Regions from separate parts of the Sus scrofa genome. Here all the other regions are linked to region 1. The links are chromatin contacts, called in public Hi-C and HiChIP or PLAC-seq maps. All regions are on one chromosome and are shown on one strand. The core of a region is the stretch at or near the end of the contact, and the rest is flanking DNA. Distances in the headings are between cores, read along the strand shown.

Region 1 (7,168 bases), core at 2,626-5,125:
AGTCACTTGAGTTCCTGGCAGATTGAAGTTACTGTGTAAAGACTCTCTCTGGGCCAGTTTTCACCCTTGAAATTAGTCTGGTTTAAAATTACAAATTATTCAGAACGCTAAGTAACTCTATGAAAATGTTTTAACATCTTCCTCAATGAAGGGACATCCCCCAGCCTGTGGCGCAGGCTTGGAAAATAAGCAGATGGATTGTTTCGGGTTTGACAGACAGCCTGGAGCTCCCCAATATCAAATGATGCCCAGGCTAACTCAATAGTTTTCCCCTGCTCAGAATGCAAAGTCTAGAGGGATTTCTGGCCAGTCCCCAAAAGTAGTTTGGGCTGTGGATCTATCAGTTTGAACCATGTGCGCAGAAGTGCTAAATTCTTGCCCAACTGATTCAAAATAAAAGGAGGGATGGGTACAGGGATGGCTGAAGGGGCCGGAGATATGTGAACACTGTTTTCTCACGACAGGGCCTCTGTCGTTCCCCAGCACTCAGAGGAATTACTGAACACATGTGCACACAGGAAGGAAACTGGGGGGCGGGGGGTGAAAGTTGTCCGTCCTTTGCTGTTTACACTTTCAAAAAGCGAAAATCCAAAAGAGGGTTGAGATCGAAAAGTTCCTGGGGAACCAAAAAGCTTAACCTACATTCCCTAGTTGTATCCACCGAAGCCTCTTTGAGCAGGAAGGTCAGAGTTAACTCTGATCCCGCTTCCAAAACAAGACAGCTTATTTTGTATGTATAGCCGTAAACTGTTTGCAAGTTTCCTCAGTCCCCGCGCTCGGGATGAATTATGAATGGAATTAGCCAGCTTGACTTGGAATTTCCTCACTTTTACTGGTCTTTAAACAAGATTTTTATACATTCATATGTAATCAATGGGGACCAGCACATGAAATGGTCCTTAACGTAAAACACTCTGTTTTAGAGTGATTTTGCAGTTAAGGAAACTTAAATATGAACTTCTAATGTGGAAAAGGTAGTTTTTACATGCTGCTTTAAAACCGATCTGGAAAACTGATGAGCTGGCCACAATATTTCTGTCAGAAACTGAAATTAAGTTTATATTTTAACGTACAATTTTAAGTGCTTGCTTTCTTTCATGAAGCCAATCTGCTTCTCACATCCACAGCCTTGGTCACCTTAACAATACATAAATTTAGTATCTGGTTATTGAGTTTTTCAGTTGCAGGGTAGAATAATTTAGATATTCATAAATACAGAGCATAAGGAGACCCTTCCTGAGTGCAAAACTACTTTTAAAATGATCACTCAGATGAGTGAATGGCACATCTCCTGATTTAATTTCAGCTTTTAAGTATTTTATATCCTTCTATACATTTTCCATATTAAACTTGCACTGTCTTAAAATTTCCCTACAAACTATGTCCAAATTGATTTCAATACCAGTCTGTGTACATAAACACTATGAGATCAGGATCAATGTCAAGTTTTGGAGAGAAAAGTGAACTTGGATTCTTTTTTTTTACTCCAGTAAGGCACATGTTCAAATTTATCCCCTGGCGATGTAAAAGAAGATGAAAATAAAATATTTCTCAAATTGCTCATGCAGAGAGTAAAACACAACCTATTTCAGTAACACTTTTATCATATAGCTAATATAAGAAAATATTTGGGACAGTTAAAAGAAAGGCATTAATTAAAGTACACATAAAAATTTCAAAGTTTAAAAAGCAGTTGGAAAAAATACTTCGTAGTCACTTAGAATCTAATTACTTGCACATTTTAATGGTCTTGTATATTTCAGTAATAAAATGTTTTTACAAACTTCTCCATGCCTTTTCAAGTACTTCAAACGTATAAAGAGCTGAGAATATTCTTTTTTCTTCAAAATACATTCAAATGTATCCACCATCTTGACAGACCTGTTATTATGGTAATCATTTTCTTATACCTGATTATGATATTTCTATCAAATGGAAAACTCTGATTTTTCTTTGGAAGGGGGAATAGTGTGAGAGAATCCCCTTAAAATACGTTTAATATTCATTAAAAGTTTCTTTACAAAAACTTTTGATATTACAATTTTATATAGACCACACTTATAGTTTTGGAATAAACCAAACTCCTTAAATAGGGCTGTGCTAATCTTGTTTAAAATTAAGAAACTAAAAATTACAGCAATCCTATAGCTACCTGAAGAAAGTTGAAAGTACTAGTCTTGATGTTTTTAATAGCTATGAAAATATTTTTTCCTGAAGGACAGATGAACTTCAGTCTGAAGTACGAACACAGAACAAAATAATACAAGCATAAAGTTTCCTTTTGAATTTCATTAATCAATGAAGAAATGTTTATTGTTAAATTTAAAATACAAAACTTTTAGTCTCGACTCTTGCGAAAATCCTGTGTGGTTAAATATTTGTTTCTAGATTTGCTCCATAAACCTACTTGCCCTTCATTTTTCAAAGGAACACTGACCGACCACATTCACAACTGCTGTCTGCAGGGAATGGCTCAAAGTCACCACCATGTCATCTGTCGCTCCCCCCTAGGCAGGCTCCGGAGAGTCAACAAGAAATTTTATTATTTATATCCATTCCTTTTAATTCTGTTATTAGCTCTCAAAGCCTTTAAATAGCAAATGTCAAATCACATGTAAATTGTTTGCTGTTTAGCTCCAAGTTCCAGGCCAGGCTATTTCAAATTCGATACTTTGCAAATGACAGTAAAGGGGGTTGCTTAAAAATTGTTAAAAAACACTTTTCCCCATATAGCTTCTGACCAAAAAAAGTCTAAAACACGGGGCTCTAATTCCCACTTTAAACTAATTACAGTTATTTTAGGCTAAAGTGTCAAGTGAACATTACTTATCAAAAGGTCCTCGGGTCTTCCATTCGCCTTGAACATTACCTTACCACGTACACATCAAATGCTCTGGCCATCTGGAAAATTAAAAATATAAGGCATCCTCACCCTAGTCACCCGCACAAGCCTCAACAGAAAACTAAAGGATCTCGGGTGGTAGCTTACACTTACCTCTCTGGGCTTTAGCAAGCGGTTTACTTAAAAAGATTTACTTTCTGGCAAAATGTAGGTCATTCTTAAATGCAGCTTAAAACTCTGGGCATCTTTGAGGAAAAAATGATGTCACGAAATGTGTCACTGCTCATTTATTTCCTATATCACTAAATTCTAATTAAGACACTCCTGATATCGACTCCTCGTACAGCAGCGTTTACACCATTTGGGGCCGCAAACCCAGACGTGGCCCGCTGGTAAGCTCTAGCTAAAAAGCACCCGTCTTTCATTGGGCACCGACATTTTTCTCCTTCGAAGACAAATACTTTGCAGACCTCGCACCCCTCTTTACAAACCTGCGCGGGGCATTCGGGGGGAGGGGGAGGCAAGACTTTGGTGGGAGCTGCTTCTCTTCAGCAGAGCGAGGGTTGACTGCAAAGGCGCAGGCTGGGTGCTCGAGCAATTTCCTGCCGATTTCAGATTCCACTTGGAGCAGCGTGGAGAGGAAGTCGGACTTCTTTTCCAGGCGGAGCCTCCACGTAGGACTTGGGGGAGCCCGCACTCGTGGGCCCGGGGCCGGGGCCGGCGAGGGCGCTCCTGGATCCCTGCGGGAGGCCGGCGGCCCAGCGCGGACAGGCGGGCCAGGGAAGGGGTGCCGGGAGCGGCAGGGCGCGCCGGACTCCGGAGAGGAGTCTGAGCCGGGAAGAACTCGCTCCCAGCGCTGCGGGATCCAGCCCCCGGGATGCCCTTGAACCCGCGGCGAGGAAGGCGGCCCGCTGAGCTCCGAGCGCCCCGCCGCCTCGGGCGGAGCCGGACGTGGGCCTCGCGCGCTCCTCCGCCTCAGCCGGCGGAGAGGTCCGGTCCGCGGCGCGGCGCTGGGGGCCCCATCCGGTCCCTCGGGTCGGCGTCGCTGCAGGCAGCGCATCCCACCCAGAGACCTCGAGTCTGAAAGCGGAGACCGAGGGTCGCCTGCGGCAAAGCTCGGCTTGCACATCACTTTCCGATTTGGAGAAAATGTCACAGGAGAGGGGGAAAGGGGAAAAAGGGGGGAGGGGAGGGAGAAAGAACCATAAATTCGAGTTCGAGGAGGGTGAGGGCCCGACCTACGCGCGGCTTCAGGCGGCGCGGCGGCGGGGGCGCCCGGGCGGGGATTCCCGGTCTCGCAGCGCACCCTAGTGGCCGCCCTGCCCCTCGCCTGCTCCCCGCGACGTTCGCTGGGTCTCCCCAGCTCATTACAATCCGCAATATATTATTTCTTCCAAAGTATTGACAATGTGTGAGACTCCAGTAACCCCGGAGCTCTTGTCTGTAATCAGCACATTTATTCACATTTAGGGAGAAGAATCCGAATTAAATCCCCGTGACCCAGATTGGGTTACAGTGTCATTTTCCCTGGATCCTCTTTTAAATCCACTCCACACCGCTTCTCTGTCTATTACATGCTAATTTAATTTTACTGTGGACGATATTTTCAGCATTTGCTGAGGACAGTAAATTTTGTAGTTTATGTTATTTCACTTTTTATGACTTTTTAACACTTAATAAAATTTTATTAGAGCACTTTTGTGTTTACAAGGCCACAAAACTCTTGGCAGGTTGTCAGAAGTCCTTTTTATTATGATCCTACTGATATACTGCGAGTAATGAAATAATCATGTCCAGAAATGTATCAAAGGCCAGAGGGATTATCCCACTTAATAGCTCCACAGATGCGCCCAGAAGAATGCGGACACGCGGCAGGACGGGCTGAGAGGCGGCTGCAGGAAGGAGGCAGCCCCCCGCGTCCGTCTTTACCATTTCGGTTGCTTTCCTAAAAGGCTACAGGCAGGGTCATGTGACTTTCTGCGGTCTCAATTTAAAAAAAAAAAGAGAGAATTTATTCTATTGCAAAATGTGCTTTTCTTTTTATTCTCCTTGTGTGGGCATTTAAGGCTGTTCTAGTGGCAGTGGGGCTGGCTCAGCATATCCGTGTCAGTCACTTTCTTCTCATTTCTAAGTGTACTTTTGTGGCATTTAAGCAGCCGATGGTGACACTGGTGTCGATCGGTGCGACTTCTCCAGTCCACGCCCGAGAGAAGGCATGGGGAGGGGCCCAGGAGGACTCCATACGTTTTAAGGAACTGCCCCCCTCCTGCCAAACTGCACCTTTTGCTGTTGCTTTTTGTTTTGTTTCTCAAAACAGGGGAATAGTGACTTGAGGACTCTGCTTTCTGCCTTGTACCAAAGAACCACAGTATGCTGCTTTTATTTTATTTTGATTTTTTTGGCTAAGACTTCCTGAGGACAGATATTGCAGCTTTTTCTTTTCTTTCTTTTTTTTTTTTTTAGAACTATTTCCTTCTCTTTTAAATAGATATATGATCATTTAACACACTGGTGTTAAGTTCATTCTTGCTGCAAAAGAAGGCCATTGCACTTCCTGACCCTGAAAGCAAGGTGGGTGGCTTTGTTTTATAATCAAATTTTCTGTCTCCAGCTTCATATTTCTCTTTCTCTGTTATTTCCTAAGTCGTGTGCCAAAGTGATCAAAGAGATGAGGAATGGAACCGTAAATGGAGTGATTTTGAAAGGACTGTTGCTGTATCCAGAGCACGTGTTCTTCTAAACTTTGGCTTTGAGGGACTTTGGCAGTATTTTTCACAAGTGTGTGTGCGCGCGTGCGCACGTGGGCATCCCCGCACGCGCGTGTGTCTCATGTTCCAACACATCACATTTGGATTTGGTCCTCTGTGGTTGTTTGAAACAAGCCCTGGGAAGCGTGCCCCTCTCTCTGGATTGCCTCCACACCACACGTGTGTGTGCTTGGGTTCTGATGTTCCTAAGGCTGCCCGCAAGAGCTCTTTGATTTCAACTTCAAGGGAGCAATTTGGTTCTTTTGTATGTCATGTGCTAATCGCGGGCAAAACTTAGTGCCTGCTCTAGTAGTCTACTGTGTGCACAGGATGCTCTAGGTTCTGAAAGGAGCGTCTGGAGGCTAGTACCCATCCCTTAAGAAAAATTCATGTCCTGAGACTATTTGGGCAGCCCTTTTTTTTTCTCTTTTTACAGAGTTTTCCATTTGCAAATGAGGCAGTTTTTCTTTTTTCTGACCCCTCTTGTTTAAATGATTTCTGTAATGTAGCTGAAGAACTACAAGAAAGTGACTTTAGGCTCCTTCCCTCATCCTGGGTGTTACTGATGATTCGTAGTCTTTGCCTTTTACTGCAAGAGATGGGACAGAGAAGCGGCTTCAGATTTTAGTCCTCCAAATTTCACAGCATTGGACTTCAGGGAATTTTTACTTGAGGGAATTTATGCCCAAGTGTGGGATTCAAGAGAGCATATTAATTTTGATTACACTATAAAGTGACAGTTCAATTTTATAAGTAATTTCTGCCCACCCAGGACAATTTAAATAATACTTCAAAGGCTGTAATAGCCTTCAAGTTAGAAATCTCTTTTATTAGATTATGAAGTAAACCTCCCCTAAAGTAGATAGTTTTAATGCGTCAAAGTATGTTTATAATTCTTATTCAAAAGAGAGAGAAATTGCCTGAAATATGATAACTGATAACACACGACTTGGCCAATAGAGACCCTGTCTGGTGTCCACAGGGATTTTACAGCCCTTCTGAAGTCTTCAGAGCTGAAAGGAAAGAGTGAAGCCCCAATCCTATCACCTAGGGCATCCATCTTCGAATAGAGGAGCAAACAAACCAAACCAGAGGCATGAACTTGTCCCCTCACATGACCAAGGACTGTCAGAAAGCAGTAAGGGACACGAGTTACGAGGACAGTTATAAGACCCCGGAACCACTTTGCTTGGGTCCAATTTCATTCTGCTGCTTATCACTGTGTGGCCTTGGACAAGTTATTTAACCTCCCTGTGCTTTGTTTCTTCATCTGTAAAGTGGGACTGATGCTAGGACCTCTCCCCTAGTTGTGCTGAAGGGTTAAAAAAGTTCATTTATCTGAAATGCTTCTGAGGTATCCATCACCTAGCACATGCTTGGCACATAGCAGATGTCAATGGGTATTTACTGGATGAGCGTTGACTGATATTTCATGGAGTGCCCTGGTTGCTCCCGTGTGACTGGGCCAGTAACCGAGGCAGAGTGTCAACCTCAGGTCTGCACTTGACTCTACCAAGAATGGTCAGCACTCCAGGGAAGTTGTGTCCAGCTGCTCTTTGACTTCTTCGATGGGTTTCTA
Region 2 (7,168 bases), core at 2,909-5,408, 510 kb before region 1:
AGTCTCTGTTTGGGTCCACCACTGGGAGCTGGCATCTGTGGAGGCTGGGGGCCATGAGTCTTCCCACCCCACTAGAGGCGCCAGCCAGAGGCATTGATGTTCCTGTTCCCCGTGGGCACCCTGGCTCCTGCCTGTCTGACCATGGGTCCAGCTTAACTATTGTGAAGCTACATTTCCTGGGGCCTAAACTGGGCCCTAATCCAAGTGGGGTGAGAATGCCTCTCCCCAAATGTCGTTGCATTCCTCTTTAGGCAGTTCCAGCTCGGAGGCTCTTGTGGCCTTGCAGGGCCCCTTGGCCTTGGCTGACAGCCTCCCCCAGACCGCGGGTGCTCAACACTCTGCAATTCCTTTCCCCTCGGCAGAGCCCAAGTTGAGCCTGAAAAAGTCCAGGGAATTGGATCAGGACTTCTGGGGGCTGCAGGTCTGAGATCTCTTGATTGTTCAGGGCATGTGGGGCTCATAGAGCATGGCTGAGTATCTTGAGTATCTGAGGTCTCAGATCCTGAAGTGGAGGGGTAAGAGTCTTTTGTGTCTGCAAAGGAAAGAGGCTCCCAGGCCACTGGCCCTTTTGCATGTCTCCCTAGACCCCTTTCCAAGTTGGTGGTGGCTTCCCTACCCTCCCCAATGGCCCTCTTGATTTCTTTTCACTTCGGCTGGGTGGTGCATGGTGCAACTGAAAGGGCACCCAGGGGGAGCAGCTTTTAAAATTTGTGCCCATCCACTCTGTCCCCCAAGGGTTGCACAACCCTAAGAGGCCACTCAGGCCCCCCAATTCAGGGTGAACCTAGGAGCTCCCAGGTCCACTCAGGCCCAGAGCTGCTGCCCTTCTTCCCAGTGACAGGAGAGCACAGATGCAAGTCACTTCTTGATTACAAATGCTAATTCCTTGCTAAAGCAACCCTTTTAATTTTTCTCTGGAAAGAACTGCACCAGGGAGAAGGGTGTCTTGGTACAAATGTGGATATTCATCTCCTTTATGGTGCAATATTGATTTATTATTAATGGTAACTGCTCCAACTGATCTAAAGATGATCGAAAACAGCGGCTATGCAGCTACATTAAATACTTGTAAGAATAATAAAGCCTAACCTTGAAAGCCACTGCCTTTTTATTCCATTTTCTTTATCTTAGCCTTAGGGTCTTAGGTAAACTTTCTGTCCTCCCAGGCACAGATCATTTTCTTATATCTTTCTATCTTGCTTAATTTTTATAATAAAATCTCTTTGAAATATTGGCAGTCTCTGGCCTCAAGGAGCTGGTGTGAAGACAAATTTGAAAAAGAATAAAAGAGAATTTTGTGATAATAGATTCAAAATTATATCTGAAACACATCCCCCCCCAACTGAAGACAACCTATTTAAAACCAAATCCAATGTGGGAGTGACTTTGAGCTTGAAGGCACCAGGAGCTGAAACAGAAAGGCCCCCCAAATTCAGAAGGCAGATTCCCTGGCTCACGGCAGAATCTGCCCGCTCGGTGAGGAATTGCTGGGTTTTAGCCTGGATGTTTTCTTCATGTATAAATAAAGATTATGAAAGGGCATTTGATGGGCATAAAATTCACGATTAGATTTAACCCTCTCGCCTCTCTTGTGGGATAGGGAGAACTGGACAACGGGGTTCTGGGCAGCTCCGTTGGCCAACATGCAAAGGGACGACAGTGCTGGAGCGCCAGGCTGGCGTCAGGGCGCCTGCCGCGAGCGCATGCAGCGGGCACTTTGTCCAGCCGTGGGCATGCTTAGCTGTGGCTGGGATCATGAGCTCTGCCTTGAGAGAAAGTAATTTTCGTGCTAGTCAGTGGCTGTTAGCTGTGAACAGGTCCTTAGCAGACTAGAGTCAAAAGTTGGTTTTTTCCCCCCCTGTCGTCCTCACTCCCCCACCCCCAAGCTTAAAAACAGCCACCCCTGCCGAAGGTAATGTTTAAACCTCTGCTTCGTCGGCCGGCGTCCTGCAACCAGAGCAGTTAGAGGCGCCAGGCTTTTAACCTGACAATGATGTTGTATTTGAACAGCTGCGTAAAGGTTTAAAAGGTCTGTCTCATTGCCACCGCGGAGGGTTTTTTTTTTTTAAAGGGTTTATTGTTTGGGCGAGGGCACTGCGAGGGGACAGGCGAAATGGTCCCAAGGCGGAAAAGAATGTCCAGTGCCTGTTTCTACCAGGCCAGGGGAGATTCCTTTTGGGGAGGGGGGACAAAGGTTTTGTTGGAAAAGGTTTTTGTGAAGGAGCGAGCGGGCTACGACGTCCCCCAGTAGGCTGAGGCACTTCACTTAGCGACAGGCTCCAAAACAATGTTCTGCAGAGGCAGAAACCCCATTTGCCCACAAGTTCAGTCTCTGGGCCTGAAATCCAAGGCCAGCCCGTGACAGGACGAGTGTGGGGAGAAGAAAATACGGACGCCTTCCCGGACAGAGAACTGGTTTACGAGCAGAGTTTCTGGGGCCCTTTTCCTCTCTTGGATGCAGGAAAGGGGATATGGGAAGCCGGCGGACGACTCCTGCGCCCTGGCCGGGGCCCCTCGCTCAGGGCAAGCCTTTGGAAATCAAGGTTAAAGCTCCCCGCTGCTGCCCCGAGGCTGTGGCTTCCGAAGGACTGCTCACCCGCCTACAGCCAGAGAACGAGGGAGGAAGTTGTTGAAGAAGTTTCTCATAAAACTGAGTTTCCATGGTGGTGGTGATGGTGGTTGTTTTTTTAATGAGCTCGACCACAACCCCAAAGACCAAATCCTCTTTATAGAACTTTCCCTCACCAAAGGAAACAGAGGAGTATGGTTCCCCCACCTCCTTTTTCCCTCCTTTCCCTTACCCAAGCAGAATCGTGTCAAATAATTTTAGGGATTGCTCACAACTATAAAACTCAACTTCTGACAAAAGTATAGCTTTTAATATTTGACAATTTGTGTTAAAACAAAAATTGACCTTCTTGGTTAGTAGCGAAGGGGAAAAATCAATAGTATAATTTTCAATAATTCATAAAGCGAACGCCATTATGCTAAATCTTAACTATTAATCTTATCCTTTACAAAGTCTCGATTGATTTGTTAATAAAATATCTTCCCGTGTGTGGCAACAGCGGGTATAACTCTTTAAAAACCTTCAGAAGCAAGAAAATTACCAAGTAGCCCAAGAATGTAGATGAGAATTTTATTGATCGCCCTGATTCTTCTTAATATGTATTAATAAATTCCACAACCTTTTGTACCTTGCACTTGTCAGAAACCAATGCTTTTACAAAATCCATAAAAGGAAAACATATTTTTCTTTGCAGAAGAACCAAATGACACCTTTGCCTCTCACTCTCTCCTGCTTGGCCCAGTTTTCTAAAACTTCTGGAGTATGAAAGCGAGAGTTCCTTCCTTTCCTTGAAAACGTTTTCTTTCTCTCTCCCTTCCTTCCTCTTTGCCCTCTATTATCAGGGCGCGTGGGGAGGAAACCTCGGTTTCGTTCTTCCGCTGGGAACCCGAGGGACGCTTTCGCGGATTGTGAACTGCTGGAAAGGGATTGTCTCCGGACTGAAAGCTCCCAGCGGCCCGACCCGCAGAGGTCGGGGTGTGGTTCCTCCGAGAGTCAAAGGCTCGGGTAGCCCACCGGGGCGCAGGCGCCCGGAGCTAGGGTGGCCGGGCGGAGGCAGAGGACAGCGCCGGGGCCGGGCGGGTCCTGGGGCTCCGCGGGGCCGGCCAACTGCGTAGCCTCTCGGCCCTCGCGGTCCTTCTCGCCTCCGCTCCCCAGGATACCTTGGCCGCGTCTTAGGCGCCAGAGCTCTTTCCTGTGGACCCCTGGGGTGGGATGTCTCAGAGCCTGGGGAATCCGACTCACCTTCCCAGGCTGCCCGAGACAAAATGAACTAGGCTGGGCCCCCCACCATCCCCCCCGCCCGGGCCCGGGCCGTCTCGGGCGCCTGCCTGGGTGTGTGCGGGGCATGCTTCTGTGTGCTGGCGCCACGGCGCTCCGACTTCCCTCCCTGCGTGTGTCCGCCTGGAGACCCCCTCGGGGCCGAGTGTTTCCTTCCGCCTGCGGGGCCCAGAGGCCGGAGTGGGGGACGCGAGTGGGGCGGGAGGGCCGAGCGAGCCCCGGGAGGCTGGCGGGCGGCGAAGAGTGCTGGGCCGGCAGTCTCCAGCGCGCACTATCGCAGGCGCGTAGTAGATGTCGCTGTTGTCCGTGCTTACGCGGCTGGCCGGCCGGGCTCTGGAGCACGTGACCTGCGAGGAGGCTGCGGCTCAAGGCCATTTTCAAATCTCATTGGCTTGGTTGTCATGTGGTCGGCAGAGGCATCCACAATTACACGGGGAATGTTTTCCTAGAGATGTCAGCCTACAAAGGACACAATCTCTCTTCTTCAAATTCCTCCCCAAAATGTCCTTTCCCAACAGCTCTCCTGCTGCTAATACTTTTTTAGTAGATTCCTTGATCAGTGCCTGCAGGAGTGACAGTTTTTATTCGAGCAGCGCCAGCATGTACATGCCACCACCTAGCGCAGACATGGGGACCTATGGAATGCAAACCTGTGGACTGCTCCCGTCTCTGGCCAAAAGAGAAGTGAACCACCAAAATATGGGTATGAATGTGCATCCTTATATACCTCAAGTAGACAGTTGGACAGACCCGAACAGATCTTGTCGAATAGAGCAACCTGTTACACAGCAAGTCCCCACTTGCTCCTTCACCACCAACATTAAGGAAGAATCCAATTGCTGCATGTATTCTGATAAGCGCAACAAACTCATTTCTGCTGAGGTCCCTTCGTACCAGAGGCTGGTCCCTGAGTCCTGTCCCGTTGAGAACCCTGAGGTTCCTGTCCCTGGATATTTTAGACTGAGTCAGACCTACGCCACCGGGAAAACCCAAGAGTACAATAACAGCCCCGAAGGCAGCTCCACAGTCATGCTCCAGCTCAACCCTCGCGGCGCGGCCAAGCCGCAGCTCTCGGCCGCCCAGCTGCAGATGGAAAAGAAGATGAACGAGCCCGCGAGTGGCCCGGAGCCCAACAAAGTCTCCCAGGTGGAGAGCCCCGAGGCCAAGGGTGGCCTTCCGGAAGAGAGGAGCTGCCTGGCTGAGGTCTCCGTGTCCAGTCCTGAAGTACAGGAGAAGGAAAGCAAAGGTCGGTATGAGCAGAGTTGCCACCCCAGCGGGGCGAGCAGCCCGGGAACCCGGCAAAGAGCTCCGCCTGGGTGCCCAGTGTCGAGCTCGGCAGTCTGGGGCCCGACAGGGAGGTGCTGCTCCTCCCGGCTTTTAGAGGGGCATTCTTAGTCCTGAGATGGTCTCCGCTTCTCCGGCACTGCCCTGGCCCTCCTGGCTGGTCCTGGCCCCACGCTGAGGGAGCCCAGGCAGAGGAAGGGTTTGCCGGGTTTATTTTTCCTGAGCTAGACTTGAAATGCAACAAAAGAGTGCAAATGAGACCTGCGGCTGGTAAACATGCCCCAGACCCTCCTTTCTCTCGTTCAGATTTGCAGTCCCAGCCCTGCCTTTCACCCAATGATGATTTTAAGGTTGTCTGAGGCACTGTGTTCTTGTTCAAATGTATGCACCCCGCATCCTGCGAGCTTGGGGTTGACAAGGGGGTATGAGATGGCTGGGCCGTTTGGTGCGTGGGCTGGAGAACAGGGATCCCTGCCTCTGCAGGGTGAGATAACCTTGGCTTTGTCTGGGGAAAATGCCGCAAGCTTTGCAGTCCACTAGCAAAGGGGGCAAAGGCAGAAGGGGGGGGGGAATGGAATGTTCATGGCCCACCCGGCGGCGGCAGGGCCAGCCTTAGGGCTGGGCAGGGCAAAGAGCCAGGGGCTCTGGCTTTTCTGCCCCTGATCCTCTTCCCGAGTACTCAGAATTGGGCCACATCAAGGAACTACATTTCTGGGCAAATGCTTTTGTGTGGGGGCAAGAAGCCATTAGAATTCAGGAAATTCTGGGCATACAACAATGCCCAGGCAAGGCAGAGAAGGTATGCTCGGTTCCTCAGTTGGTGATCTTTTGAAAGAGAATGGGCACCTATAAACCTAGCTGTGGGGCTCCCCTGCCTAGGAGCGGTGGGAAGAAGTGGCAGAGTTGGGAACCTGAGGGTTTGTAGTCTTGTCAGGTTGTGGTTTATTTCTTCTACTCCAGCCCTGTTGTCAGATGATCACTTAGAATGTTGCTGGTGAGATCCTGAAAGTTTACTATTATACAAATGTTTTGTGCAGGTCCAGAAAGTTAAGAGAGAGAGGGAGATTGAGAGATAGAGAGAGAGAGAGAGAGGAGAGAGAGAGAGAGGGTTCGGGAACCCTGACGCAGAGGGTGAGAGTACCAGCCCATCGTGTCATTGTGAGTATTTAAACTAACATGGCATCATTTACAAATCCCTTCCAGGGCCCACCTCATGTGAGTAATGTCTAATACCAGCATTTCCCAAAGCAGCCTGGCTGCCAGCAGGGTCATGGCCAAGGGTACATTTGAACAGACTGAGAGAAAAAAAAAAAATTCTTGATTTTTTTTCTTCTTCTCCCTTTAATTTTGTTAGAGGAAATCAAGTCTGATACTCCAACCAGCAATTGGCTCACTGCAAAGAGTGGCAGAAAGAAGAGGTGCCCTTACACTAAGCACCAAACGCTGGAATTAGAAAAAGAATTCTTGTTCAATATGTACCTCACCCGCGAGCGCCGCCTAGAGATCAGTAAGAGCGTTAACCTCACCGACAGGCAGGTCAAGATTTGGTTTCAAAACCGCCGAATGAAACTCAAGAAGATGAGCCGAGAGAACCGGATCCGAGAACTGACCGCCAACCTCACCTTCTCTTAGGTCCAAGGCCCATTAGAGGCCAGGATCAGAGAGGGGGCACCGCATTCCAGGGCCGAGTGCTGGAGGACTGGGAAGGCGGAAACAAAACCTTCATTGCTCTTTGTTTTTTTTTATTTGTTTTGTTTTTGTTTTTGTTTTCCTGCTAGAATGTGACTTTGGGGTCATACTGTTCGTGCTGCAAGTGATCTGTAATCCCTATGAGTATATATATATATATTAAAAAAACTAGCACGTGTAATTTATTATTTTTCTCATCGTAATGCAGGGTAACTATTACTGCGCATTTTCATTTGGATCTTAACTTATTGGAACTGTAGAGCATCCATCAATCCATTCATCCATCCAGAAATGTGACTTTTTCATGTTTTTCCTAACACAAAAGATCTGTGTGTGTGGTTAGTCCAT
Region 3 (7,168 bases), core at 2,228-4,727, 460 kb before region 1:
TTCCCGCAAAGCGGCCCCCCTCTTTGGCTGGAGATTAACACTTGCTGCGGGCCGGCCGCTTGGCCCCTGGCGGGAGGCAAGGGGGCGGGGTCCTCCGGGTGAGGGTGGACTGGGGGCACCCACCCTTCGGCTCAAAGAGGCACCCTGAGTGGGCTTCCAGCCAGGCCCGGCCAGGTGAACAAAAGGAGAGGCTCGCTGACAGGTCAGGGGACTTGAGCCTGTTCTCTGGGACTTCCCGGTGCTTCTGGAGTGGAGATGCCGAGGATCTTACCCCCTTCTCCTTGCTCTTCTTCGGCTGCCGGGCATGTTCGCCTTCGCCTGTCTGACACCTTGCAAGCGGCGACAGGGCATCTGCTCCGTGCCTGATGCCGCTGAGAAGCAGAGCTGGCTGGGCAAGCGAGACTTCAGGGATGGAGTGGACACCCCCACATGGTGCGGGATTTCTGCGTGCGGGCCGAGCTGGGGAAGTGCTGTGGGGGCTCACGGCAAGCTGGAGCTGGAGGCCGGCTGACCGCCCTGGCCGGGAGTTTTTAACCCTTCTCCTCACATCCAGAATTGTTACCGTAAATTCCACCCGACCACTCGGAGAGTGCTGGAAACCTATCCTGATTTAATATTTCTAAAACAGAAGCTCCCTCTTCTCCCAGATAAGCCCAGCCAGGACTGATTCCGCAGCCCCCACCCACCCACCTCGCGTTCTTGGAGGCGCCGCAGGAAGCGGGAAGCCGCGGCCTGGCGGTTGCTCCTCCAGCGAGCTCCGTGGGCCCTCCCCAGATTTAGAGGCTCACAGGTCATGGCAAATGGCTGTGCCTCGGTGGCTCCAGGCCACGCAGGACCAGGGTGGAGTTAGCCAGATGCAGAGACGGGAGAACGCTCCTGGTCTCAGCCCGTGCTTATGTGCCTTTTCTGCTCTGGAAGTGAACGCTCATCGGTCGCATCCGCGCAAAGAGCCAAGGCCCCAAGTAGTGGTGGTGGTGGTAGTAGTGAAGGGGGTTGTTCCGTGGGTGACCAGCCCGGTCTCTGAGTGGGAGGCTCTCATCTTAGAGCGGAAGCCACAATGTAATTGACTCGCCCGGGAAGGGAAGGGTGGGGGGGCATCCTCCCAGGCTGCGCCTTGCCCGGGTCTCTAAGGATGCGGTGTACCGGGTGCAGCCGGGGAACTAGGGGAACTCTGGGCCTCTGATGCTCCTCAGCTGCTCCAGAGACGCCTGCAAAAGAGGCAGCCTCTAAAATTTCCAATCCCCCTACCATCCTGGTGGAAGGCTGAACCAGGGTCAGAGGTCATGGGGGGAGAGGCTCTTAGTGTCCCCTTCCTACTGCCGGCGGCCGTGCTGGGGCTTGGTCGCTCCCAAGCGGAGCCGCGACAAGGGGGCTTTCCTTTCGCTCGGTACCCACCCCTGTCTGCCCCGGGGAAGGGGCCGAGATCCCACGCCTCCTGCCCCTCCTCCCAGCCCCAGGCCTGGCTGCGCTCCGGGGCTGGATGGCGTGAAAGTTTCAGCCTCAATCAGTACAATCTTCCCTGGGGTCACGTGAACAAATATGCTCGCATTTGAAGGCAGCGTCTGTATTTCCCGACCATGAGGGGGTTTCCGGGGCTCTCTTCAAATCCAGAAAGGACCACATTCCGAAAGCAAAACAAACCCCGAGCTCTGGGGGGCCTAGGAGGGCTGGGCAGGAACCCAGGAGAGGGTGGGGGCGCGGGTGGCCGCCGCTCTGGGCCTGGGAGCGGACAGGCGGGCGGGTAGACCGACAGGCGTGCAGCGCAGGCAAAGCCAGCTCGGGGACTACGAAGTCGTTCCTCCTGCGTTTATTGGTAGTTGAACCTCAGCCTGGTTCCGTTCTACCGGGAATTCCGTGTGCTCGGGTATATGGCCGCGTCTTCGAGCGCGCAAGACCAGGGTTGGGACAGTGTTGTCTGCAGACAAAGGGGGAAGACTAGCTCTGCCCCCCACTGGCGCCCACTCTGAGGCCGAGGACACAAGGTTTATGATAAATTGGGATCCAGGTAAGCAATTGCATGACAAAATGGAAATCTTTGGGCATGGGGCTGCTTGCTGCCCTGAGTGGGATAGTAAATATGATTTATTTTGTGTAATCTGTGATCTTGATTATTGCCAATTGGTGAGGCAGCCCGCGTAGACCTAGATACACTTCTACATATACATCCAGGACGGTGATTAATCTAAGGAGGTGCGCTTTGTGGAGATGCTCCCCGCCTACCCAAAGGTTAGGAGGACACACTACCATACCAGGCTTGAAGGGTGGCCAGTGGCATTGGGTGGTGGTGGGGGAGTGGCAGTTTGAGGAAAGGGTTGGTGAGGGGGCTGGGAGCTGGAGGAAGTATTTTGGGGTAAATGTACATTTATGAGAATGGGCTGGAAATGAAATGAATAAAGAGAAACTTTTTTTTTTTACACTGTCACTGCCAAAGTAAGATGGAGCGTCATATTAATTCTGTGTTTTGGGCTCCCTGGCTGGGCGCAGGCAGGTTGATTTATACGTATTTAAAATAAACTCTGTGGCCAGCCAGCTCCCTGCATTGTTCTGGGAGCTAGCTCCATGCCTTTATCTCTTGCTGTTTGCTTAATATTTTTTAATTGAGAGGTTAAAGTGCCACTCAAGCTTCTCCCCCAAATTCAAGAGAACCTCCAAACTACCCAGAAGAGTTTGAGAGAATCCTCTACACTCTCCCTTGGTAGTCTGGGTTTTGACTGAGATAGTGGTAGAGAAAAGGTTTAGGGCTTCTGGGTCCTTCTCCTCTAAGAACCTGAAATGGAAGCTAAATCATATTTTGGTTCCTACACCCCAACCATCCTTTTGTTTACTTCATCCTGTGGCTTCTAGATGTGGGAGGACAGGTCAGTTCATCCTGGGTCTTTCCCCAGGGCTGCTGCCTGAAAAAGCAGATCCATGAGTCAGAATGAGTGGCTCCCTGCTCCAGGGAAGACCACAGGGCCAAACCAGGCTGGGCCTCTGTTGGGGAGGGACCCAGAAAGCAAGGAGCACTCCCTTAGCCTAGGTTGGGACGAGCCCTAGCTGGAGAGGGACCATTTCCCAGGGCATTTCCATCAAAGGGGAGCAGTAAAGTTGTTTTGTCAACAGCCTGTGCTTGGCTCCATCAGAACTTAAAGTCGCTGGACATTTTTCTTCTCTCGCTGCCTTGGAGCTGCACGCCTGCCAACTTAGTCAGCTGAATCCAATTACTGCGAGCAGCATTTCATTTGGCCCCATGGAGCACTCACTTATAACTTCCCCGAAAATTTCAATAATCCGCACCAAGGCTCCCTATCCAAAAGACTTTTCCCGGGGTTCTGGTGGAGGATGGTCTGCAGGGGACCCGCTCTTCCTTGACAGGTCTCAGACGGGGCTCCCTCCACTCGCCCGGTTTCTGGCTGTGGAAAGGGTACTTGAGCTGGTGGCCCAGGGCCAGCGGATAAAGCCTGCGATTCTGAGCAAGCAGACGGCTGAAGTTGGTTGAGCCCCTGCTGGGTGGTGCGTGGGCTGGGGAAAGAGCGCGGGTGAAGACGGTGGGGGCTCTGGACAGCCCAACTCTGGCTATCTAGGGGTGGGTTTCCTCTTTCCTTTCCCCTTCCCAAACCTCCTGCGCCCAGAGCACACCGCGCACCGCAAACCGTGGAATGCCCGGGAGCAAACTTACCCTGTTCCTCCGCGGCTGGGAAAACAAAATCTAGTTACAGGCTTGGGGAAAATCGCGACCTTGAGTGGCCTCCCAATTTAGCCCTTCTTCTGAAATTAGGAAGTTCCTAATTTTAAAGAACTCTCCGCTCCCCTCCACCCCACCCCACAAAAAAATAACCAAGCGCTGAAAGTTGACGTTCGCCCACGAGAGAATGTATCATATAAAGCGGCTTCGGACCCGCCTGTCGGTCGGTCCGAGGGCCCGGGTCCATCTTGCCTCCACCGCATAGCCCTGGGGCCCGCCCACCCAGCCGAGTGGGCCCCCCTGGGCTTGGGGCTGGCTGGGAAGCTGAAACCCAGGCGCGATGTTAGGAGCCCTACCGGGCCGGAATCTCTCGGAGGCGCTTCCGTTGGGTGTTCATTAAGGGGTGAGTTATTGCTGCGTGAGCCAAAGGTCACTTCAAAGGCTTATGGCTGCGCGCTCTGGTCTTTAGAAGGGCCCTGAACGCTTTGTGTGGGGCTTTCCCGGGCGCAGCTTAGTGTTTGCAAACTACTGAGTCGACAAATTGCACAGGGCAGATGCAAGAGGAGGCATTGTGTCTCTCCTTTCACCTGACCGGGGGGCGGGCACCTGCTGAGTGCAGGCGGAGGTGGGCAGCTAGGTCTGTTTCAGGATGGGGTGGAAGGAATGTTTGTTTCTTAGGCTCTTTGCAGCCTGATCCCCAATAGAACCAGTCGTGGGCAGCCCAGGCCAGGAATGTGGTGGATGCTACTAGAATAAAATAAACTCAGGGAAACAAGTGGAGATATACTGTACAAACCAAGAAATAACACCCAGCTCCCTCTTCACTGGGGCTACTTTGGGAGCCTTGCCTAGGACCCATCCAGGCCCAGCTGTATATCCACCCTCCTTTTCTGGTGCCCTGTGCTGTGGCCTCTCCCTTTTGCTCCTGAGAGGATAGGCTTGGCCTGGAGGTTTGGGGAACCTGGGGGCATTTAGGGCTTGGTTGGAGTAGAAGGAGAGGGAATGGTTTCCCTGTGCATCTGACCCACTTGGCTCACCCACTGTGGAGGGTCTGGCCCTTCCTGGCTCCCCCTTCCTCCATCCAGTCAAGAATTTTTATGTTGAAACCCACCCGCTCTCTACTCAGGAGCCAAAGGAGTCTCTTCTCTGCCAGTAAGAAGGTGCTGGGATGGCTGCGGAAACCATCTACAAGGGTGACATTGATTATGATACTCCTAAAGGGAGCAAAGCCTCTCTGCATCTGTTTGTAAGAAAGAACTGGCTGCCACTGAGAGTTTTCCATTTTTGTTCTAGATTGTCTCAACAGAATATCAAAAGGAACCTGAAGAGCCTGCAAAAAGAGTTAGAGACAAAATTTGATAAAACACGCACGCACATTGTGTCGAGTGGTGTGATTTTTAAAAATAATTTCCACTACATTTCCATTTGTCCTGCAACTCAAGGTAGCCATCTCAGGATTCATACATCAACACATAAAACAAAGGGCGGCTTTGAAGTGGATCACCTCAGTGTGAACTGCCGCCGGTTACATGATAACCGATCATCAGCCTTCAAATTTATGGTGCTTTAATGGGGTGAGCCCAGTGCCTTAAATGCAGGGTGTATTACGTATTGCATTATCTGGGCTAAATAAGAGTGATTTAGAAGCAGAAGAGCTCAGGCTGAGAGATCAGGAGAATGTGGGCAGAAAGCTGCCCCAGCTCTACAGTAAATATATCACCTTCTGAACAAACCCGAAAAGGAGTAGTTTCCAAATCCAGAAGTAGTAAACCCAATAGGGAGGGAAGAATCCTTGCTAGGTTTCAGGGAATTAATTGGGGATGCCCAGCAAGGTTGGTGTCCGCCAGAAAGAGATCTGTAGACTTCCAAGGCTCTGATTTAGGCAAAAGAGAGAGAAGAGCGGAAGCTAGCCCAAATCTTAGGGAAAACATTGAGAGGAACAGAAGCAACCTGCACTCCAACGCCTCCTCCTTCTTTTCAAGTTCCGTGGACTAACACTACCCGTCCGTGATTTACGACGATCGCGGAGCTAGTCACAGCCGGCCCAGAGCCGCCGCCTCCATCCATCCCCAAGCCTTTCCGCCGCTCTGCCGCCGAGGCGGGCGGAGCAGCGGGGCTGGCCTCCGCGCGTCCAGCGATCTCCCCTCCCAAGGCCACGGCAGGCAGCAGGTCTTCGTCCCCGGCCAGGCTGCGCTCGTCCCGTCCCGCGTCCGGCCGCTGAGCAGAGCTGCTGCAAGAGGCGGGCACGGGCCACTTTATATAGTAGCCCTGCTCGCCGGGCGCGGGCCGGGAAAAAGTGCGGAGCAGGGAATTCTTTTGCTGCGCTTCCTCCTACGCGGAGCCTGTTTTCCACTTCTGAAAAGTGCTGGGCCTTGGGAAGTGTTTTTCTTTTCATTCCTTACTGAAGCGTTTACTGCCGCCGCGCTCGAAGTCATAAATTTTGCTACAAACCACAATGACAGGTGCATTGATATGCACCGTGAGAGCTCCAGCTGCTTAATAACCCCGTCCCCCGGCCGCTGTGAGCGCCTTTTATTTATTCGGTATCATATTTAGGTATTGATCCTGTGCAGAATTAAGTGCAGGGAGCAAGTATCAGGATTCGGCTGATTTGGAGGCGCGGCGGGTGCGGCGGGACAGCGTGGCCTGGGCAGCGGGCAATGGTCGCTCCGAGGCCGCCTTCTTTCCGGCTGTGGACCGTTTGGCCCTGCATTCCCGGCCTACGGTTGGGCCTCGGAACTTGAGCTAGACGACTTACCCGGACGGCGAGAAAGAACCAGCCAGATCCCCTTTGGTGCCCCTTCCCCAGGAGGAGCAAGGGATGGCGTGGGGTGGGGTATGGTATTTGGGGGAGGATGCCACAGCATCAGATGTTGTCCCTGTCCCTGGCGGGGGTGAGGTGTGTGTGGGTGGGTGGGTGATCGGGTCCAGATTAGGGGGATGGTGGGGAGCGGGTGAGAGAAAAGGGCAGCTGAGGACTTCGAAGACCGCCCCTCCCCCCACACGCGCTCTCGTCTTCACCCCAAGGCATTTGGGTCTGGAGCCCAAACGAGCAGAGCAGTACCAAAGGGCAAGAAAAGAAAGCCTTGGAAAAGGAGGGAGGGTGATGGAAAAGATGAGCCACTGAACAGTTGACCATTGTCCAAGTGATTTATGACCCGTTCCTGCTTTTTAGGTTCAAGCAGAGTTCACGAGGAGTAAGGATTTCTGGAAAGAAATAAGCTTCTTTTTTTAAACCAGTTTTGTAGCAATATTCTCAGGTTCTGTTTTAGGAAAGGTGACTTCTTGGGACTTTATATTTGGGGGCAGGGGAGAGGCTACAAAGTCCTTCCCAGTGAAGAGAGGGCTGCTTCCCTTGCTTCTGGGGAAATGGACATTTGGGTGGTGGATCATCACTGAGTGGGCCTTAGAATTCCTTAAGACAAGAAAACAGAAGAACAGACTCTATAGTTACTCAGGCAGCTGCCCAGTATTTGCACTTTTGAGGTCTATGCACAGAGCTTT
Region 4 (7,168 bases), core at 3,284-5,783, 470 kb after region 1:
ACTGTATTTCAGTGACTATTTTGTTATTGGATTAAACTTTCCAAAACGTTACACATAATTCAGGTCTATTTTTTTCCTACCAGTATTACAAAACCCCATAATTACAGAGTTCAGTTTTTAAAAAAATTAAATACACAGTAATACCATCAATGTTAATCGAAATCAAAACTTCAGAATGCCGTGGCATTTACATGGCCAATCTGAGTTTTAGATCCGAATACCAGCTGTTTATCCCATAGACCATTTTGCTAGGCTGAGGCTATGAAAAATTGTGAGTCAATGTAAGATTCTTTTTTTTTTTTTTAATCGCACAAAGGGATATACATGGAGTGTAAAGAGTGACACTGAAGAGGTCATGAAGCATGACAGGAATTAGTTCTCTCCCTCCCCAGCATCTCCTTCCTCTCCCTGGTTTTCTGACATCCATGAGAAAGACTGTCCCTAAGCAACTGCATGATCAGGGTGTGCTGTCTTTGTAGGACTCTTCATTCGGGGTGTCCAATTCAGCAATTGCTTCATCAAATGCCTTTTTTGCCAGGCTGCAAGCATTTTCAGGAGAGTTTAGAATCTCATAGTAGAAGACAGAGAAATTCAGTGCCAGGCCCAGTCAAATTGGGCATGTAGGCTTCATTTCTTTCTTACTAATTTCAAATGCTTCTGGAGTTCCTGCTGGGGCAAAACAGGATCAACAGCGTCTTAAGAGTGCTGGGATGAGGGTTCAATCCCAGCCCAGCACAGTGGGTTAAGGATTTAGCATCTGTGGCTTACGTGGTGACTGCAGGTTGACTGGATCTGATTCCTGGCCCAGGAACTCCAGATGCCACGGGGCAGCCAAAAATGAAAAAAAAAAAAAAAAGCTATGAATGAAGATGGTGGAGTAGAAGGACTGGAGCTCAACTTTTCGCATAAAAGCAACAAAATTACAAACAACTGCTAAACAACCTTCAACCAAATAGACTGCAAACTATCAAAAAAGACATCCTACTTCAGAAGACAAAGAGGAGGCCACATGAAGGTGGTAGGAGGAGCGATTACATGATATAAGCAACCCCATACCCACCAGGTGGGCAGCCCACAGACTGGAAAGTAACTGTATCATAGAGACTCACCTACATGAGAGTTCTGAGCCCAGGTCAGGGCCCCATGTCTTGTGATCTGGCATTGGGAGAAGGAGCCCCCAGAGCATTTGGCACTCAGGGACAGTGGGACTTGTACATAGGAGCTCCATGAGCCTGGAGGAAACAGAGACCCCATTCTTGAAAGGTGCACACAGGCTTTCATGTGCACTGGGTCCCAGGGCAAAGCAAAGACTCCAAAGGGACCTGGGTTGGACCTGACTGCAGTTCTTGGAGGATCTCCTGAGAAAACAGGGGATGACTGTGACCGCTGTGGGGGAAGGACATTGGAGGCAAAAGTCTCAGGAATGATCATCAGATATGCTCCTCTAGAGGTGGCCATTTTGGAAAAATCTGGCCCCACCCATCAGGGCTGAGAAGCCCCAGGCCAAATGATAATCCAGGTGGGATCACAGCCCCACACATGAGCAAACAGGCTACCTAAAGACCCCCCAGGCACACAGCTGCCTCTAATCTCGCCCAGAGACAAAGCCCCACCCACCAGAGATAATAATCAGCTCCAGCTACCAGTGGGCAGGCACCAGTTCCTCCCATCAGGAAGCTTCCAGCAAGCCCCCTACCAACTTCGGCCACAAGGTGGGGCAGACATGAGAAGCAAGAGAGGCTACAACTCTATTGTCTGCAAAAAGGAGACCACACCAAAAATCTATACAAAATGAAAAGGCAGAGAATTATGACTCAGATAAAGGAGCAAGAAAAAACCCCAGAAAACAAGCTAAGTGATCTGGAGATAATCAACTTCCATGAAAAAGACTAGACTGATGATAGTGAAGATGATTCAAGGCATTGGAAATAAACTGGAGGCAAAGATTGATAAATTACAAGAAACACTGAGCAAATAAATACAAGATTTAAGGATTAAGCAAGCAGAGATACAAAATACAATAACTGAAATAAAAAATTCATTAGAAGCAACAAACAGCAGAATACAGGAGGCAGAAGAACAAATAAGCAAGGTGAAGGACAGACTAGTGGAAATCACTAATGTGGAACAAAAAAGAGAAAAAGATTGAAAAAAAATGAACAATCTAAGAGAACTCTGGGACAACAGTAAAGGCACCAAAATCCCTATTACAGGTGGCCAGAAGGAGAAGACAGGGAGAAAAGGCCAGAAAAAAATATTTGAAGAGATAATAGGTGAAAACTTCCCTAGCATGGAAAAGGAATCACTCAAATCCAGGAAGTGCAACGAGTACCATATAAAATGCTTCCTGATAAGCCTACTGGGAGCTCTACACAGTGGTTTGTTTATTGTCTCCAGATGCCACCTCAGAAAGATATCTAAAATAATCTCCTTTCATTTTCAAGTAGAACACCTTACTTTCTGGTTATATAGCATTGGAAATTAGGTATTTGTCCAAAAGCTCCAGAACATCATTAAAGATGTCCTGAGCTCTGCCTCAATCTTCTCACGGTACTCTTTGCCCATCTGCTGCTGCTCCTGGTTCCTCTCTGTTTCCTGCTGTATGCTGGAGATGACATGCCAAGAAGAAAGGTGGGCTCCAACGATATTCTTTAGGCAACAGAGAGCAGATTTCTCTCCTCATTGGAGAGTTCATACCCCTGCTCGATGACTGCCTCATGGCCTCAGCCATGTCATCATAGAGCTCTGCCTGCTCGGTGAGTTTGGCTTTCTGTACCAGCTCACTTTTATCCATGGCCATTCCCATGGGACGGGTGCAGGGGCAAAAACACTTTCATGTGGAGCTCTGGCAATGGTGATGGCTTCCTTCCCAAGCCCAGTCCTCTGGAGGCGGCAAGCCGCCATATCTTTTTCTACTAGAAATGCCCGGAAATGGCTGGGTCTGAAGTTTAGATTAGGGAAATGAACCATTAAAAACTGTAATAGTTAATAATAATAATAGCAACAATAGCAAAACTAAAATACATTTTGCTGAAGGCTTTCACAAAAGAGGTGGCTCTTCAGCTCTGGTGATGAAGGTTACATATGAGCCCCTGTTAATTAAGGAACTGGCCTCTCAAAAGCAAACCCTCCCAGAGCCAGGACTCCAGAATTTCATGATAAATATGAGTAATCAGCCATCATCAGAAGCTTTGCACAATTAAGCTGAAAATGCAAAACTCAATTTTATTTTCATGATATTTATGTTCAAGGCATCATAGAGGTCTATATCGATAGATTATAAACTATCCTGTGGATATATAGAAAGTAGATTTCTGGAAAATGCCGTAATTATTCATAGATTTCAATTCTTTCCTAATTAGCTGGTTATTAATTCAGAATGTTTTAAATAAAATGATATTAAATACAATAAAGTTATTTCAGCTTCAAAATGAAACTAATATATCCAATATACACAGTAAATAGTAAGAATATATATATATTTGGGTAGAAAATAACCCAAATCTTGTTGATTCTTTTGATCTATTTATTGAAATATTATATTATTCTATTCTTTGGCCATTGTTTTTATTTGCAATCCATAACCATTCTAATAACCCATCTGTCACCATAAAGAGCCTCTTGGTTTCTTTTCCTTTCCAAAAAGCAGTGAAAGGGTCCCCAAACCTATTGATTTAGCACCAAATTTAAATAAGCCCAGAGACCCTCTCACTTTTCACACTGAGTAGAGCAAGGTCAGACTGGGCATCTTCCAAATGTAAAGGCTTAATTGGACTAATTCTTTCATGATAATAATGTATATTTAAGATAGCCACTAAAAATTGTCAATGCTAATTTAGTAGATCAATTCCATTAAATGCTTTGAACTTTTCACCACTTGCTAATCTCATCTATTAAATCTGCTGTTTTGTTGAAAATCTGAAGCTATAACAATATCAAACTATAACAATTTTAGCCAGACCTAAGAAATACTTCCTTATATGTAAAATATACACTTAAAGGATCTTAAGTTGTATTAAATGGCAAGATTCTAGTCATAAAATTTCCTGTGGGCAAAAGCAGAGTGATCTTATCACTCTTCTAGCAATTGATATTATGGTAAGGAGCATGCAGGGTGGTTTGTTTGTTTTTAATTTCAGAAATACATGTTTTTTGTGTCTAAAGCAAAGCTTTAACATCTATGATTATTGCTTATAGACTAACATTTATATAACTACATGGTTGAGATTTTGATACCAGCTACCATGTCATCTAGGTAACAGTTCAATTCACATCAATAAAAATATCAAGATTTTGCTCAACATTTTGATGAGTGACCTAAGCAATATAACTCATTAATGTAAAACTAGAAATATATTTGTTAATTAGATAATGAAGAGTTTCGAGAGAAGAGACTCCACACCACTATCAAATATCCACCATGTCTCATTTGTTTGGAACTAGCTTCTAAGGCTATTTTTATTCCCTGTGATTTACCACCAGTATCCTCTGGGTGATAGTTGAGGAAACAGATGCTGGGAATCTCTCTGCTCAGTTCCTGAGAGGAGAATTCTGACTCACAGCCGTGCCAGCTCCCTGCTTTGTACTCGCTCTTGCTGAGGGTGGTGGAGTAAAACGTAAATGACTGCCTGATTTCCAGTCTCTCACTGCCAGTTTCCTCAAAGTTTCCACTTACGCATTTGACTCCTTTACCAACTTCGTTTGAAGTTCCCATTTCAAAATCCTGAACGGCATGTTCCCAGGATACATTTAATTTTTTTAACTCATTCAGTGGGGATTTTCCAACTGAAATAAAAAATAAATTGAAAACTGGGGAAGGTTTTTTGTTTTTTAAGTTTTCCCTTCACTGTTGAGTGGGAATACTAATATCTGCATGAGGGAAGACGCAGGGGGGAAAAATTATAAAATGCTCCCTTCCCAGCTCCAAGCACACTTTCTGGTGGAGAACCAAAAACCTTTCCCAAATTTCTTGGACCCTGTTACTTACTGTGAAATGGTTTGAACTAAAATAGATCTGCTTCTATTTGGAAATTATATTTAAATCATTAATTAAAAATAAGGAATTCCCGTCGTGGCTCAGCAGAAACGAATCTGACTAGCATCCATGAGGACGCAGGTTCAATCCCTGGCCTTGCTCAGGGGTTAAGGATCCCTCGTTGCGTTGCCATGAGCTGTGGTGTACGTCAAGACACGGCTTGGATCCCATGTTGCTGTAGCTGTGGTATAGGCCAGCAGCTACAGCTTCATTTCGATCCCTAGCCTGGGTGCAGCCCTAAAAAGACAAAAATAAAATAAAATAATAAATTTTTAATAAAAAATAATATTTATTAAATGTCCACAAAGTACAGAGCTTTATTCTTTCTTAGCACATTTAGGCTAATAAGAATATTGGGGAGGGGGAATAATCTAAGCAGTTTAAATACATTTTATAATGGATTTATAACGGAGGAACATTATAAATGGAGAATTCAGTTTCACAAGGCAATGTTTTCTATTAAATCTATTACATTACAGAGAAATTCACTGGCTAATCTATGTTTTTACAAAGCTCTTTAAAAAAAAAAAAAAACCCTACTTTATTTTAAACAATAGAACTCATATAGGTGATTTTTGCAATTTAATTTTATGTTAACAATGGGATTTCCTTATTAAGCTCCACTGATTTACCTAAAGTTTTACTTATTAATCCTATTATTTAATGTGGTTTAACAATAGCCCAGAATAATTGATTCAGGCTATTTTTACATTGGGAAAACTTAGCAATTGTTATTGCGTTTCAGATAAAATGAGTATCGATGAATTAGGTCTCAAAACATAACTACAACACCTCCTGTTGGTATACATCTATGTGAGACTAAGGCAACAAGTCGATTTACTAATTTAAAGGAAATCTGTCAGCTCTTAGGGGTGGGGAAATGTGTTTGTTTATTAGCATATAGATCAAGCAACCAACTATAGACTAAATTACTGCTTTTCGATCCTAAAGACACCTACCCACATTCAAGTTTGCACCATATGATTCTTTGTGGAAGCCCTCACTGGTAGATTGGCTCAGCGTCTCCTCACTACCACCAAATAAATATTTCTTACCAGCCACAAAAATATATATATTGTGCCATATCAGTAACATTCTAATAGAAAATGAGGCACTTCGAACAAGGAAAACTACTTTAATGAAAAAATTTGGTGAGATGCCTATAATGAGCAAAGAACCTTAAAATGCAAGAGATTCTCCACTGGAAATCCTCATAAACCACTACACGCCAGGCAAAATGTCAATATAAAAATCGACATTTAAAAAATCCATTTCCCAATATCTTGCTCAGATATTAAAAGAAAACTACACACACACATATATGATGCCAAACCACTTTTGTAGCTGCAACAAAAACTAATGTTTAACAGTTATATTCTTGTGCTCTATGTATATACAAAACACCAAAATAACCAATTGATTCAATCAGACATCTGAGCAAAGAAGTCAGTCAAACTGCTCGGTAATCTAAACTATCCGGCCACCCAAGCAAAGAGGTAAATTCATCACTTACATATAAACGAAAAAGTTAGGGTCAGCAATATATTTATGGTGAAATAGACTAGAAGAAGAGAAAAAAGGTTTTTAATTAATACTTCAGCTCTGGTTTATGAATCACAAAACTAAAATCCCCCACTATACACAACTACAGTTGCCTAATTTAAAAGTCTCAGGCAGCACCAACAAGAGTGAGACATACTCTCATTTTAATGTATCCCTGATACCATCAAATGGCCTAATAAATGCAATACTGAAGGTCAAGTCAACAGCATCCCAAGGGTTAAGTTCTGTGTTGTGAATAATTTTGAAAAAGTATCCTAGTAAGAATCAGGCTTAGGCTAGCTCAGCAAGGGGAACTATTCTATAATGAGGCTTGGCCAGGACCAGTCCCAGAAGAATTAATTTTGTTCAGTAGAACACCTAGATAAATTAGTTTTGCTTTAAATATTGAGTCCTAAAAGAGTTAAAAGAGGGAGAATATCAATCAATAATTTTTAGATTAACTACTTTGTATATGACAAAACAAAATTAACTTTGGCATTACAACCCCTTCTTCTGGCATTTCAGATGAACCCCCAAGTTTAAAATAAATAATTGAAGATTTAAAAACTAACCAAATATGTGCATTTGTTT

The links. A called contact is a pair of places that touch in the nucleus more often than the background predicts. HiChIP or PLAC-seq counts read pairs in DNA pulled down with a chosen protein or histone mark.
Region 2: a Hi-C map of skeletal muscle shows a contact between it and region 1, with 8 times the contacts expected there. The contact joins two enhancer-like sites. A contact is called at or near these places in 22 of 47 Hi-C or Micro-C datasets (adipocytes, adipose tissue, alveolar macrophages and 13 more) and 1 of 2 datasets of contacts at active chromatin or transcription factors (skeletal muscle).
Region 3: a contact with region 1 is called in an H3K27ac HiChIP or PLAC-seq map of skeletal muscle. The contact joins two enhancer-like sites. A contact is called at or near these places in 3 of 47 Hi-C or Micro-C datasets (embryonic fibroblasts, epiblast stem cells and skeletal muscle) and 1 of 2 datasets of contacts at active chromatin or transcription factors (skeletal muscle).
Region 4: a Hi-C map of fetal skeletal muscle shows a contact between it and region 1, with 2.8 times the contacts expected there. The contact joins two enhancer-like sites. A contact is called at or near these places in 9 of 47 Hi-C or Micro-C datasets (adipocytes, embryonic fibroblasts, epiblast stem cells and 5 more) and 1 of 2 datasets of contacts at active chromatin or transcription factors (skeletal muscle).

What each region holds. Positions count from the first base shown.
Region 1 is chr15:82,423,091-82,430,258 of Sscrofa11.1, forward strand. No RefSeq gene overlaps it. Among named protein-coding and RNA genes, the nearest start is that of MTX2, 370 kb to the left of the region's middle. Within about 2 kb of position 3,876, at least 33 of the 83 cell types and tissues checked have an H3K27ac peak or open chromatin away from gene starts, as enhancers often do. A contact at or near this core is called in adipose tissue, fetal skeletal muscle, retroperitoneal adipose tissue and 1 more, where this site is marked.
Region 2 is chr15:81,913,698-81,920,865 of Sscrofa11.1, forward strand. The region is part of intron 1 of HOXD9 (homeobox protein Hox-D9); the gene reads left to right. It overlaps HOXD10 (homeobox protein Hox-D10), which reads left to right. Exons shown (of 3, transcript XM_021076346.1): 1 at 1-2,029; 2 at 2,462-5,093; 3 at 6,486-7,168. The coding sequence starts at 4,139. The coding sequence ends at 6,763. Among named protein-coding and RNA genes, the nearest start is that of HOXD10, 5.9 kb to the left of the region's middle. Within about 2 kb of position 4,159, at least 24 of the 83 cell types and tissues checked have an H3K27ac peak or open chromatin away from gene starts, as enhancers often do. A contact at or near this core is called in adipose tissue, retroperitoneal adipose tissue and skeletal muscle, where this site is marked.
Region 3 is chr15:81,960,319-81,967,486 of Sscrofa11.1, forward strand. No RefSeq gene overlaps it. Among named protein-coding and RNA genes, the nearest start is that of HOXD3, 5.6 kb to the right of the region's middle. Within about 2 kb of position 3,478, at least 11 of the 83 cell types and tissues checked have an H3K27ac peak or open chromatin away from gene starts, as enhancers often do. A contact at or near this core is called in skeletal muscle, where this site is marked.
Region 4 is chr15:82,890,933-82,898,100 of Sscrofa11.1, forward strand. All of the region lies in intron 2 of LOC110256983 (a long non-coding RNA gene), which reads right to left. It also overlaps the pseudogene LOC100516702. Among named protein-coding and RNA genes, the nearest start is that of HNRNPA3, 64 kb to the right of the region's middle. Within about 2 kb of position 4,534, at least 4 of the 83 cell types and tissues checked have an H3K27ac peak or open chromatin away from gene starts, as enhancers often do. A contact at or near this core is called in fetal skeletal muscle, where this site is marked.